Regions from separate parts of the Mus musculus genome. Here all the other regions are linked to region 1. The links are chromatin contacts, called in public ChIA-PET, Hi-C and promoter capture Hi-C maps. All regions are on one chromosome and are shown on one strand. Each heading gives the region's core, a stretch centred on a gene start, on an enhancer-like site or on the middle of the called end of the contact. The rest is flanking DNA. Distances are from core to core; before and after follow the strand shown. Region 1 holds the start of Aggf1 (angiogenic factor with G patch and FHA domains 1). Region 2 has its middle 5.3 kb from the start of Gm32640. Region 3 holds the start of F2rl1 (coagulation factor II (thrombin) receptor-like 1). Region 4 holds the start of F2r (coagulation factor II (thrombin) receptor).

Region 1 (3,295 bases), core at 445-2,944:
GAGACAGGAGATCCCTGAGGATTGTGGGCAGCCTGACTTGCCAAAAAATGTCAGGTCGTGGTTAAGGAAGACAATCTGTCAAAGGAATAAGATAAAATGACAGAGGACACCTGCTGTCACTCTCTGGCCTCTACATGCATACAGGCATAAATACACCACCCAGACATTATACACACTATATAAAGAACAGGATGACAAAGTCTGATGACGTTTCAGTATCTAGACTAGAGATGTAGTTTTATAAGACACTAAATTATGGAGAAAACATTAGGTTAAAATTAAGTATCTGGAAATAACTTGTTAGGATAATATGCAACTGTTCAATGAACAAGGTAAAACTGTATTGTTTTTTAAGCATCACTGTCAAGCATCTGCCTCACTACAGATTATGAAAATGAAACACATTTCTAGTATCTGTAAGAAAGGCGGATGTACCTTCCTACAAGTGAACCCAAGAGGATAACTGAGGTCACCTTACACATGGAGTATGTTCAAGAGTGTAAAACTAAACTATGTTCCTGCTTTTAAACGTCACTGCTGTACACTATTATCACCCTGACTTTATAAACAGCAGGGAAACACGAGGTAGGAAATGGCATTCTAAGTTCTCAAAAGGGGATGGGTGGGTGTTGGCTCATGCCTGAAATCCCAGCCTAGGAGGGAGTCTGAGTTTGAGTCAAACTTGGGCTGCATTTTAAGACCTAAGCCAGGCTGACCTGCGTAGATTCTCAATTGAATCCCAAATGTGTGTGTTTGGGGGGCGAAGGGGGGGGGCGGTGGAGAAAAATGCAAGCCCACAACCTCAGCACTTGGGAAGTGTTGACATGGATCAAAAGTTGAACTTCAAGGTCATCCTCTGTTACACAGCAAGTTCAAGGCCCCAAATGGAGATTTCGTATCAACCAAAATAAGAATTAAAAACTCAACCAAACAAAACAAATAACAAAAAACTCTTAAACGTGACCCCCCCCCCCAAATAAATGCGCCCATTGCCAGTAGGACAGACGATCAAGACCATGTAGCCCATGCTGAAGTTCATTCTCGCCTGCCCTGAGACAACTGCCCAAACCAATTGGCTGGCACTGGCCAACTGGCTCCACAGGTCTTTGGGATTTTGACCAGCTCTGGGCTGTCATGACTTCCCAGGGTCCGTGGAGCAGGTCTGGCCCCGGCAGCCGCGTACCTGCGTGCGGAGCTCCTGGTTGTCGCTCTCGGCGTTGCGGTAGAGTCGCTCCGTGTGCTGCAGCAGCTTCTCCACCTCCCGCACCTGCCTCCGGCAGCTCCGCAGCTCGCGCTCCAACTTCTCCACCTTCCGCCTGAGCTGCGCCAGCTCCGGCTCCGGAGAGGCGGGCGGCGGCGGAGAAGGCGAAGGCGGCGAGGGCGCCTCGGAGGCCATGCGGCCGTGAGCGCCGAGCCCGCGGGGCGCGGACCGGGCTGCTTAGGACGACACCGGGGCCCACTGGCCCAGGGGCCACTGGAGCGCGCGGGCTGCGAGGGGCGGCCTCACGCTCGGACGACCGCAGCGGGCCCCGGCCATGTCGCCCCCGAAGACGGCGGCCGGGACTGCGAGCTTGGGGACGAAGCCGACTCTACCCGGGCCGCGCGGACACCCGCCCGGTGACAGTCTCCGGGAAGCCAGCGGACGGGAGAACTAAAGCGAACCCAGCGGAAGCCTCTAGTTCCGGGCTGAGCCGGAAACGCTAAGCCGGAGGAGGGCGGAGCCAAGACGGAAAAAGGAAGCGACGGAAAGCTAGAAGGGTCTGATCGCGCTGGTACACGGGGCTAGGAGCTGGGTACAAATTGGTGTTTATGTGCCCAAACAACGGCCTGTGTTTTTACTTCCGATTGTTTCCCTTGTATTGTAGTGTAGGAGTTTGAGTCCGATTGGTGAAATGTTTCCCCATTCAAAATCGAGGGTTCTTCCAATGTACAAGTATTCTTAGAAGTGCACTTTGTAAGTTCGCCTTATAATGGGAACTTTAACATTGAATTCTCTTCCCAGACTAAAGGGATTCACACGACATAGCTTTGTTAAGAGCATGTCCTTTACATAGCTTTGCAAGACCATCACTATCATCTGTCCCGTTCCTGTTACTGGAGGACTACTTATGAGCTCTCCTTTAGTCTGTTACCATAAAACAACCATATAATCGCGATGGTTCTGTAGGATGCCTTTTTTTTAAAAAAAAAAAAAATATGAATAAAAAAACCTTACTTTTATACATAGTCAGTATGTGACCCAGCAAAGCCACTCCTGACTCCCAGTCAACATATCACAGAGAGACTTGGCATATTAATTATAATAGCTAAGTTACAAAACCCGACAAGGTGACTAACAACAGTGTTGTGAATTAAGGAAGATATGGCATATATACGCAATGTATTTTTAAACGATAAATTAAAATAAAATTAAGTTATTTGTAGCAAAATGGTTTATATTTACAAATAGATATATCTGGAGATACGGAATTAAGCCAGTTCCAGAAAAGCAAATACCATGTGTTTTCTCTTACACATGGTTCCTAGGTTTTGTATAGATTTATAAAATCATTTATCTATATTATCTGATCTGCTAATAGCATAAATAGATAAGGATAAAGATAATTATTTTTATGACATGAGAGTAACAGCAACTGTGTAGGGGAAGAGAAGAGATTAGTAAGGGGGAGAAATGAGGCCAAGGTAAAGGAAAGAATATACTTAATGTAAAAAAAGTATGAAAATGCCCTTATGCGACACAGTACTGTGTACAGTGAATATATACGATGGGGCTTTTTAAAAGACTGAAGAGAAGTATTTATTTTCATTTTGTGAATTTTTCCAGTGTTCGGCTACAAAGGTTAAATAAAATCTTTACTCAAAAGTACAGAGTCACATGTGGTGATACAAGCCTGTGATTCAAGTACTCAGAAGACAGAGGCAGGTGAACTGACAGCCTGTGGCAGAGCAAGTCCCTGGCCTGCCAGAGCTGCAGAGCAAGAAAAGCTGAGGCAGGAGGATCCTGGGTTCTTGTCTGGCCTAGGCAACATAGCAATATGCTGTCCTGAAGAATAGCAACAATCTTAGTAAGAAACAAAGAGTTAGGCTTGGGTTTAGCTCAGTAGTAAAGCTTGTGTTAACATAAGTGAGACCCTAGGTTTGATACCCAGTACCAAAACACACATAAACATGTGGGAAGCCACATGTGCCGTTGCCAGGTGGCACTGGCTACTGCTGGCTACCACGCATAAGTTTTGGGCAAACAACCAATGTGTACATATGCAGTAAAGTTTTTTGCCAAGTCACTGCCTGGCCC
Region 2 (2,817 bases), core at 278-2,777, 180 kb after region 1:
CAGACACATACACTCACTCTCACACACATATATACTCATATACATACATACACACATATACTCACATATAAACATACATATAAATACACACATACACATAATACGCATACTCATATAAGTCCACAAAATAAAGACACATGAACATACACAAACCTGTCTTCACACAGCCTAATCAATGCTTCGTCACTGAGTGAGATACCTAACCCATAGAAAATTAAATTGCTTATCTTTAGCACCAAGGATTGAACCCAGGGCTTCGTGCATGCTAAGCACATGCCCTACCACTGAACTACAGCCCCAACACTCAAGAAAAGGAGTTTCAATGCTCCCTTTGCTCTTCCAAAATCAGATTTACATATAATTTGTAATTTATTTTTAAAACATTTTTTGAAGGTTTCTGGTTTTGCTTGTTTTGAGACAGGGCTTCTCTCTGTCCTGGCTGACCTCAAACTTCCTTTGTAGACCAGGCTGGCCTCAAACTCACAAAGACCCACCTAAATGCTGGGATTAAAGGCGTGAACTTAATTTGTAATTTTTATGTAATCAAAAATAGTTTTAAATTATTTTGTGTGACTGAGTGCTTTGCCCGCACACATGTATGTGCACCTCTAGGGACATGCAGTGTCCACAGAGGGTGGACTAAGCACTGGGTCTCCTGAACTAGAGTTGTATATAGTTGTGAGCTGCCATGTGGGTGGTAGGAATCAAACCCTGGTCCTCTCAAGAACAGCAAATGCTCTTAAGCCACCTCTCCAGCCCCTTCATGTAATCTTAATAGACCAACATGACATGAAGAAGATTCAAGGAAATTACCGACAAATCATTTGCTCATAAAAACATAATTGAAATAGTGTCTTCCAATGGTATACATGCATTGTGTAACTACACTAGGGAGATCTCCAAATTTGTGTCCTCTGTATATTGAGAGGCATAGCCAATGAGCACAGCCATGATTATACACTTTCTGAAAAATCCAATGTACAGGCGAGCATGCTTCTAATGGGTAGATATGTGCCCAGTAGTAGAGGATGTTCTGTGAAGAGCTAGACACAGCCTTCTCTGAGGAAGGCAGTGGTCAGGGAAGAGTGAAGAGGAGAGAGGAATATTTGCATTTTCTCTCTATCTTGTTCTGTACTTTGCATCTTTAAAAAAAAAAGAAAATCCTTGTTTCATAAAAAGCATGACATGAGCATGTTGGTGGAGCCTCACGAAGCAGCCAGTGGCCTGGCGAGCTTGCTGGTGAATACTGTGCCTCTGGGTAGCAGAGCATGGCTGTGTGGTTGGCTTTGGCCTGTGGTCTTTAGCTCTGCCAGCTGTGTGGCCCGGAAGCCGTGGACTTCCTTATTGCTAGTGTGCCTCTGGGTTTTGTGTCAATACCACAGCATACCTGTGGGAAGTGCTGGCCGGCAAGGCTGGCCGCTGACTCCCCATAGCCAAGTATTCCCACAGGCCTCACCCTCTTCCAGGCCTGAGTCCAATTCATTTGCCCTGGGGCAACCTGAAAGCCAAATACAGGATGATAGCTGTCCTTTGGCTTAATCAACTGTCAGCGATCACTGATCACGAGGTGAATGGAACAGTTCTGTGTGCCCTGCAGTGGGAGAGCGCTGCTGTTTGGAAATGACACTGAATTTCTGTTCCTGCACTGCAGCTTACCAAATAGTCATTGAGCTGTGTTTCCCCACCTGGAAGACGGGAAGGATTTGTTGGGATAGACTGTGTCAGTGCAGGTCAAAGTGCCTGCTGCCAGCTCTTTGGGTCCGGTTATTGATTAGAATCCTCAGTTCTATAACATTTCACTCTAGTGTAAATGTCTGGATCGCTTGCCCCCAGATTTGCATATGAAAAACTGTGAAGGAGCAGACAAGATAGAATGAGTGAGCCTTTAAAAAGATGGTTTATTAGCCTGGTTTCCAAGATAATGTTCTTGGTAATCCAACAGTGGCTGTTTGACTCAGGAGAGGTTGAGAGTCTGGTAGAGGCGGGATGTCTCAGCAGCCCCAGTGGGGCCCGGAAGCTCTGGAAGATTTGTGAAGTGCTGCTGCTGCTCTTCTGTCTGTGCTGGAATCCTCAGAGATGCTGGTTCTAGTCTCGATGAAGGAACGAAGGAACGTCACAGATGATCTTGCCGGGAGGGATGGAGGTGACAGTCAAAGAGCAGTTTCCTTTTCCCATGTCCTTACACCTGGGCCGCCACCAGAGGGTGGGACTTCCTGCTTCAATGAATCTGCTCAAGAAAATCCCTCAAAGGAGTGCCTAGTAGGTTGCGTTTTAGTTGACTCTAGATTTGCACAAACCTACAATCAAGGCTAACTATTACAGAAACCTAACCCCCCAGAATTTAGAGTGGCTGGTAGGGCTCCGGGATGAGACAAAGGTAAGGAAGGCGGAGTTAATGAGCATTGACTGGGGACATTTTGACCCTGTCAGGGGCATTGGTAATATTTGGATATTTTCTTTTCTCCTCTTTCCCTCCCTTTTCTTTCTTATCACAACTAGGGGCAGAGCTGGGCTGGCACACCACTGATGCTGCTAAGCATCCCGAGGTACACAAAGTTGAACTCAAACAATTGTCTCTTTAAAGACTGATTGATTGATGCATTTATATATATGAGTGCTCTATCTGAATGTACACCTGCGTGTCAGAAAAGGGCATCAGATCCCATTACTGATGGCTGTGAGCCACCATGTGGTTGGTTGCTGGGAAATGAACTCAGGACCTCTGGAAGAGCAGTCAGTGTTTTGTTTTGTTTTGTTTTTGATTTTTCGAGACAGGGTTTCTCTGTATAGCCCTGGCTGTCCTGGAACTCACTCTGT
Region 3 (2,901 bases), core at 143-2,642, 150 kb after region 1:
TCGGGTTAACAAGTAACCCAATTTTTTTGTTGTTGTTGTTAAAATCAAGTTCACCACGTACGCTAGGAACCTCTACCTCCCAATCTCCTCACTCTGAAAACAGAGGAAGCCGACTAATCAGGGTATGCTTCCTATACTAGGTAAATCACGAAAGTAATCACCTCCAACCACTTTTTTTTTAAGTTTGCACACACTTTGTTCCTGAGTTTTTAAATTTCTAACTTTAAATGACAGGCAAACGGAGAGGGGTTGGACGCTCTTCTACAACTTAACGACAAAGTAAAAGTGAGAAATAGCCTTTAAGACTACAGCAAGTTTAGAACGGAAACGCCAGGCCGGGTTTTGCAATAGCGCTATCACTGGTAGCAAACACCCCCCCACCCCACCCTACAGCCTACAGAGGTCTCCGTGGCTTCTAGAAGGGCCAGTTCGAGCTCACCAGGAGCTGCAACGCCCAAGCCGGCAGCGGGCCAGAGGAGCACCGCCCCGAACCGCTTTCCTGCAGTTCGGTTCCTTGGGCATGGCAGCCTCAGAGAGAGACCTGGGTGGCTGCCAGTGTTCGCTCCCGGCGGCGGGAAGGTCTCGAAATCTCTAGGCTGGAGATTTCACCTGGTAAGGGTCCGAAAGGGCCCCTTCTACCACCACGTGACATTCAAACCGCCTGAGTCCCGTGCCCAGCGCATCCACTGCGATGCCAGGTACCGTAGCCCCGAGTGGGTCTTGAACACTGTGGTTCAACCCGCAAAGAAAGGGTTCAGTGAGTGGGTGGGTGCGAGTGTAAAACTCGAGGTGGGAACTTCCCAGGGCACGGGCTCCCACTCACTCCACCCATACGTGAGCCATCAAACTGCTATAATCCGGGGGTCTAGTAAGACCCTATAGGACGTAGTTCGCAGGGTCCGCGAAAACCAATTACTGACTCAGTGTTTGTAAAGGAACGACCGCAGGGAGGGGAGGCTGAGTCCTGCGGGCGCTCCTTCCTTATCTCCCCGAACCACGTCGACGAGTAGAGATTGGAAGTGCCCAGACCAGGATTGTTTCTAGCGCGTCTTTGGTGGCACTTAGGTGTCCCGGCTGATTGGTCCTGGTTAGGGACCCCCATCAAAGCTACAGAGAGTGTCCAGGGGGTGTGCCCGCCTTCCCCGATTCCCCCACCAGCCCAGAGCGTTCCTTCGCCGCTCGAGCTCACCCGGTGCAAGGTTCTCGGTCCGGCTGCAGGAGACCGAGGCCGCCAGAAGGGTGATACCTCCCAGCAGCCACGCCAGGCTGAGACTTCGCATCCCCGGACGTGGGGCGGGCGGGCAATCCGCCACCAGTGGTTCGAAACTCGGAGCCCTACTCTGAGCACAGGGTCCCTTCCCTTAACACGAGCTTCACTGAGCCTTCCTGGGGCGGGACCTGTTTCAGTGAAACCGGAGCCCCTAGACGCACCTGCGGAAGACCACGCCCCCAGGAGACCACGCCCCCTCGAACGTCCTACGCAGGCCACACCCCGGGCCACCTGGCCCAGCACAGCCTGACCGTAGCTCCCGTGTGCTGGCCAGCGTCCACTTGGCTGCTGGAGTCGCCTGCGGGTGAGGCTGGACCGGTGAGGTGGCTACATTGGAATGCAAATGACAGGAAGGTTGGGACCCAGGGTTTTAGAGCCTGGGCGATGTCCAAAACTATCTTTAACCTTTAATTACTTCAGAGAACCAGTGAGGTCATCCTGTGAATGTTAGAAAGTCTATGCTAGTTGCCTTTGTCTTCAGTAATTGGTGTGGAAGGCTTTGTGGTGTAATGGGCAGTGCGGGACCGATATGAAAGGGGTTCTTGTTGGTTATTGTTTTGTTGATTGTTGTCTTGGTTTGCCTTTTTGCGAAAGCTTTCTTTCCCTACTACCCACCTGACTTCAAACTTGTGACGATTCTCCAGCCTCGACCTCCTAAGTGCTGGGGTGCCAGGATTGTTCCACCAGTTCTGGGATTAACTCATCTGTTATCCAGTGTCATTAAACAAACCTGGATGTGTGGGAAGCACTAACCGCCAATGGTTCAGTACTGTTAGCTTGTCTAATGCCCTCAGCACTGTATGTGCCCGCTCCATCTGTCTTCCCATTTTACAGAATAGGAGATGGAACTTAGAATGTTTGCTGCCTCTGGGGTTACACAGTTCTTTGGCACAGTTTGTAAATGTCCAAGCTCAAGTCTATGACTGAAATTTGTCCACAACTTGTTGCTCTATACCTGATTCCACTCGGGTCTCTTCTGCATCGTGATCCCATGTTCCAAAGAAATATATAAGCATGGGTTGGGGTGTGTAGCTTGGTAGTAGAGCACATGCTTAGCATGTCCAAGGACCAGAGTGAATCTCCCCCACAGAGACAGAGGCAGGAGCATAAAGAATTGGAGACCATTTGGGCTACATAGTAGAACCCTATCTTAAAAATAAATTAAAACTAGGACAATAAGTCAGACTTTACTGTTGTTCAAGAAAACTGTGGTTTGAATTACAGAGAAGATACTGGAAGGATTCATAAACGGAAGAGACTCGGATGAGCCCAAAGCAGGTGTCTCCACGGAGAGGGGATTTCAATGTAGGAAGGGCTGGCTGCAGTCCTGGACAGCTCTGAAATGATGACAGAGTTAGAAGAGAGACCGGAGTTAGCCATTTCTCTCAGGTTTGAGGACATCCACCTGGCATGTTGCAGAGGGGTTCCACTCCAGAGGGAAGGGTCAGGCAGTCACTGTTGATAGTTATTAATATCTGCGCAGCCTTGAGCCAAGTGGTCACCGCCATGTCCCATAAGTGTGTAGAATGCAGCTTCCATCTGATGCAAGATCTGGGTCACACCTCAACATGCCTGATGGATGGTTAGTCTTCTGCCTGTTCATTCTGCCCCAACGGGATCACACACAGCCA
Region 4 (3,092 bases), core at 341-2,840, 240 kb after region 1:
GAGAAGCAGATTTGTTTTTGGCTGAGTTTGTGAGTTCACTTATTGTCTGTACCCAATGTAGGGGGACCACTCCTATAACTCCCCCCCCCCCTCAAGGCAGGCCACTCAATCTCTCTGGGCCTTATTTTTAGAATCAGAGAAAGGGGATAAATGTCTCCTTATCATACCTATGATCTGTGCTGGCCACATCTCATAGTCTATATTTTAAAAGGCCTGTCCCAAAATAAAAGCGAGGAAGTAACCTAAAGTTATGTGAGCTCGCACCTCCATGTACACTTTGGATCGTCCTCCCCCTCACGGCTGCTGATGATTAAGGTCTAAGGTCGGCTACCCAAACACAGGCAGGCTGGTTAGCTGCTGCTCGGCGTGGGGGCCCTCTGTGGGGCTCTGAGTTTTCCCATGAGCACCACTCAAGCTCACACTGAAGAAAGACAGACAACAGGAAACACCCCACTCTTTGTCACCTCCTAATCCTTACATGTGGGAGCACCGAAGTGCACATTCTTTCAGAGATAACAAAAACTGAAGAAAACCCACTAGATTTTCTTCAGCGTGAAAGGAACGGCTAAAGGTGTCCCTACTAAGAAAGTCGAAACAATTGGGAACTTTACAGGCTACGCCTCTGCTTTGGAGAAAAGAGAAAATATTTGACGAAATAAGTCGACCAAACTAATTTATTTGGTCAAACTGGCAGATATTTAAAAATACACTGTAAGTAACGAATGTCCTTGCGGCAGATGAGAAATTCCATTGAAAAAAACTAAGACTAGATAATTTCTAGGTGCGCCTGATTCTGAAGAGGGGTCCCTTTTCTCCATGCAGAGAAACAGGTTTCCGATAACAAAGACCTACTCCACTCCCTGCAACCAGAAACCTTCATCACCTCCTGGGTACCAGGCCAAGCTGGGGGCTGTCCGGTCTTTATTGTGTGACTGTGAATTTTTTCTTTCACATCGCTTTTCCCTCCTTGTAAATCAAACGAGAAAACGAGTTTCCATCAAAGCAAAAACTTGAGGAGAGTGGTTCCACTGCACACCGAAAGCCCAGAATCACAAGACCCTTTCTTTCTGAAGGTGGTCTTGTAAAACAGGCCACACAATGACAATTAAAGCGACTGTGGAGACCGTTCCGCGGACCCTCGGGCCCCTCTCCGGATCCAACACCCGGTGGCCCGCGGACTGCACCCTCCAAAACCGAGTCCAAAAGAGCATCGGCCGTGCGGGGAGTGGGGAGGATATGGTGCGCCCCACATGGATGTGACTAGGGGAACCTCTAGATCTCGGCCCAAATGACTGTTTGGCTCCTGGGGGAAACTGAGGCAGGGTTGCAGCCAGGAGCACCCCCTCACGGAGCTGGCGCAACCTAAAACTTCTGATAGCTTCCCCCATGCTCACCCACCCGCAGCTCTTACCTGGCTGGCTCATAGGGACGCGGGAAGACAGCAAGGGACCGCACAGGCTGAGGCCGAGGGCGACGATCAGCAAGCGCCGGGGCCCCATTGTCCCAAGGCTGCCCGCGCGGCCCGGCGCCCGCCGTCGCCTACTTCTTTCTGAGTAGCTCGGTCGGAGCCTGCGGGTGACTAGAGGCGACTGCGCGGCCCCTGGGTGAGTATTTGGAGGCGGTTCAGGGGCGTGGGGCGGGGCTCCGCGGGCTGTGCGCGTGCCCGCAGTCTCCGCTCGTGCCCGCAGCCCCTCGCTCCGGAACCCAAGCGGCAGACCGCACCAGATGCTCGCTCCTCCCCAGTCTCCCCTTGTCCCACCCGGTGTGGTTGAGCTGCAAGCCTGGGAGTGACTCAGCCCCTCGGGGTCTTCGGAGAGCGCCTGCGGCCGCTTCAATGACTCTCCTGGGACGTGGAGCAAGGGAAGCGAAGCTAGACGGGGACAGTCCCGTGGTGGTGCTCCAAGTCTCTTCTCCTCCCCGGCGTCTGGCTGCACACAAGTTTGGAGTTTAGCTAAAAGTTGGCTACTGACTTCTGTCCGTCCGTCCCCGTCCCCCGTCCCCCGTCCCCCCGTCCCCCCCGCCCCCCTGCAGTGACAAGGGTGTCCCCAGATATGTGGACAGAGTGCTTGACATTTCTCGAAATTCTTTTATTTTGCGAGCTTAGATGGATCACGTTGAGCCTTTGATCTTCCACACACGAGTGGAAGTGGACCAGGTATCCAGGCGCTGATTCACCAAGCTCTTGCTTACCGAACTCTGCCTCCCCTGGTGACCCAAGCCAGAGCCTCAGCCACAGGCCCCAACGCCCAGGGCTTTCTCACCAGAAAGATGTTGGGTGGGAAGAGGAGGGGTAGCACTGAGGAATTTTAAAGGGTCCTTCCCAGGTCCTTATGGTTTGTGCTTGACTACATTTCAGCGTTAGATATCAAAAGAAGGGGGGGGGTCATGGCTGAGGCCTAGCGAGAGGGAGCCCCAGCTTATTTTGTTTAGAAAGAGTCTAGTGAGGAAGACACCCCGGAAATTAATCCTGGTCCTCTACCCAGTTTCTGAAAGAGCCAGCTCACAGCTTAGCGCTCTGAAGTGCTGTGATTGTCTTAGGGTTTCTATTGCTGCCATGAAACACCACGACAAAAAGGCAGGTTGGAGAGGAAAGGGTTTATTTGGATTATATTTCCATATAAGTGTTCATCGGTAAAGGAAGTCAGGACAGGAACTCAAAACAAGGCAGGACCCTGGAGGCAGGAGCTGAAGCAGAGGCCATGGAGGGGTGCCGCTTACTGGCTTGCTGTTCACGCTTGCTCAGCCTGCTTTCTTACAGAGCTCAGGACCATTAGCCCAGGGATAGTACCACCTACAATGGGCTGGACCTTTCCCCATCAATCACTAATTAAGAAAATGCGGAATCCCAACATTTGGATCAATGCAGAAAACAAGATCAGAGGCCATCTCCTCCCCTTACCCTCAGAGCTGCCTCACAATCTTCCTAAGTTGCTCTGTCAGTTGTGCAATCACCCAGCTAGACAATGCCATGTAAAATCCTTCCCACTGGAATCTTTTGAGAAAGCATATTTTAGGGTAAGTGGGGACAATTAGCACATGTCTGCACACAATAATAACATGGTATCGTTTTCTCACCTCTCTGAAATGCTGTG

What was found. Promoter capture Hi-C pulls out the DNA fragments that hold promoters and counts their contacts. A called contact is a pair of places that touch in the nucleus more often than the background predicts. ChIA-PET counts read pairs in DNA pulled down with a chosen protein or histone mark.
Region 2: a Hi-C map of the C2C12 cell line shows a contact between it and region 1, with 2.0 times the contacts expected there. The contact joins the enhancer-like site here to the promoter of Aggf1 in region 1. A contact is called at or near these places in 9 of 39 promoter capture datasets (the 3T3-L1 cell line, the SN4741 cell line, embryonic stem cells and 2 more), 1 of 15 datasets of contacts at CTCF or cohesin (embryonic stem cells), 36 of 484 Hi-C or Micro-C datasets (the C2C12 cell line, the G1E-ER4 cell line, the N1E-115 cell line and 11 more), 9 of 115 datasets of contacts at active chromatin or transcription factors (the NIH/3T3 cell line, bone marrow-derived dendritic cells, embryonic fibroblasts and 4 more) and 3 of 9 other capture datasets (adipose tissue, embryonic stem cells and liver).
Region 3: a contact with region 1 is called in a promoter capture Hi-C map of macrophages, with 6 read pairs. The contact joins the promoter of F2rl1 here to the promoter of Aggf1 in region 1. A contact is called at or near these places in 5 of 39 promoter capture datasets (the 3T3-L1 cell line, embryonic stem cells, macrophages and 2 more), 5 of 484 Hi-C or Micro-C datasets (the G1E-ER4 cell line, embryonic stem cells, epidermal suprabasal cells and 1 more), 15 of 115 datasets of contacts at active chromatin or transcription factors (effector CD8 T cells, embryonic stem cells, epiblast stem cells and 6 more) and 2 of 9 other capture datasets (adipose tissue and pancreatic islet).
Region 4: an RNA polymerase II ChIA-PET map of memory CD8 T cells shows a contact between it and region 1, with 100 read pairs. The contact joins the promoter of F2r here to the promoter of Aggf1 in region 1. A contact is called at or near these places in 2 of 39 promoter capture datasets (embryonic stem cells and hippocampal neurons), 1 of 484 Hi-C or Micro-C datasets (CD8 T cells) and 1 of 115 datasets of contacts at active chromatin or transcription factors (memory CD8 T cells).

The regions. Positions count from the first base shown.
Region 1 is chr13:95,373,663-95,376,957 of GRCm38.p6, forward strand. Aggf1 (angiogenic factor with G patch and FHA domains 1) reads right to left here and starts at 1,695. Exons shown (of 14, transcript NM_025630.3): 1 at 1,184-1,695. The coding sequence starts at 1,396.
Region 2 is chr13:95,552,719-95,555,535 of GRCm38.p6, forward strand. No RefSeq gene overlaps it. Among named protein-coding and RNA genes, the nearest start is that of Gm32640, 5.3 kb to the left of the region's middle. Within about 2 kb of position 1,528, at least 52 of the 459 cell types and tissues checked have an H3K27ac peak or open chromatin away from gene starts, as enhancers often do. A contact at or near this core is called in the C2C12 cell line, the SN4741 cell line, liver and 1 more, where this site is marked.
Region 3 is chr13:95,523,848-95,526,748 of GRCm38.p6, forward strand. F2rl1 (coagulation factor II (thrombin) receptor-like 1) reads right to left here and starts at 1,393. Exons shown (of 2, transcript NM_007974.4): 1 at 1,190-1,393. The coding sequence starts at 1,280.
Region 4 is chr13:95,616,876-95,619,967 of GRCm38.p6, forward strand. F2r (coagulation factor II (thrombin) receptor) reads right to left here and starts at 1,591. Exons shown (of 2, transcript NM_010169.4): 1 at 1,412-1,591. The coding sequence starts at 1,499.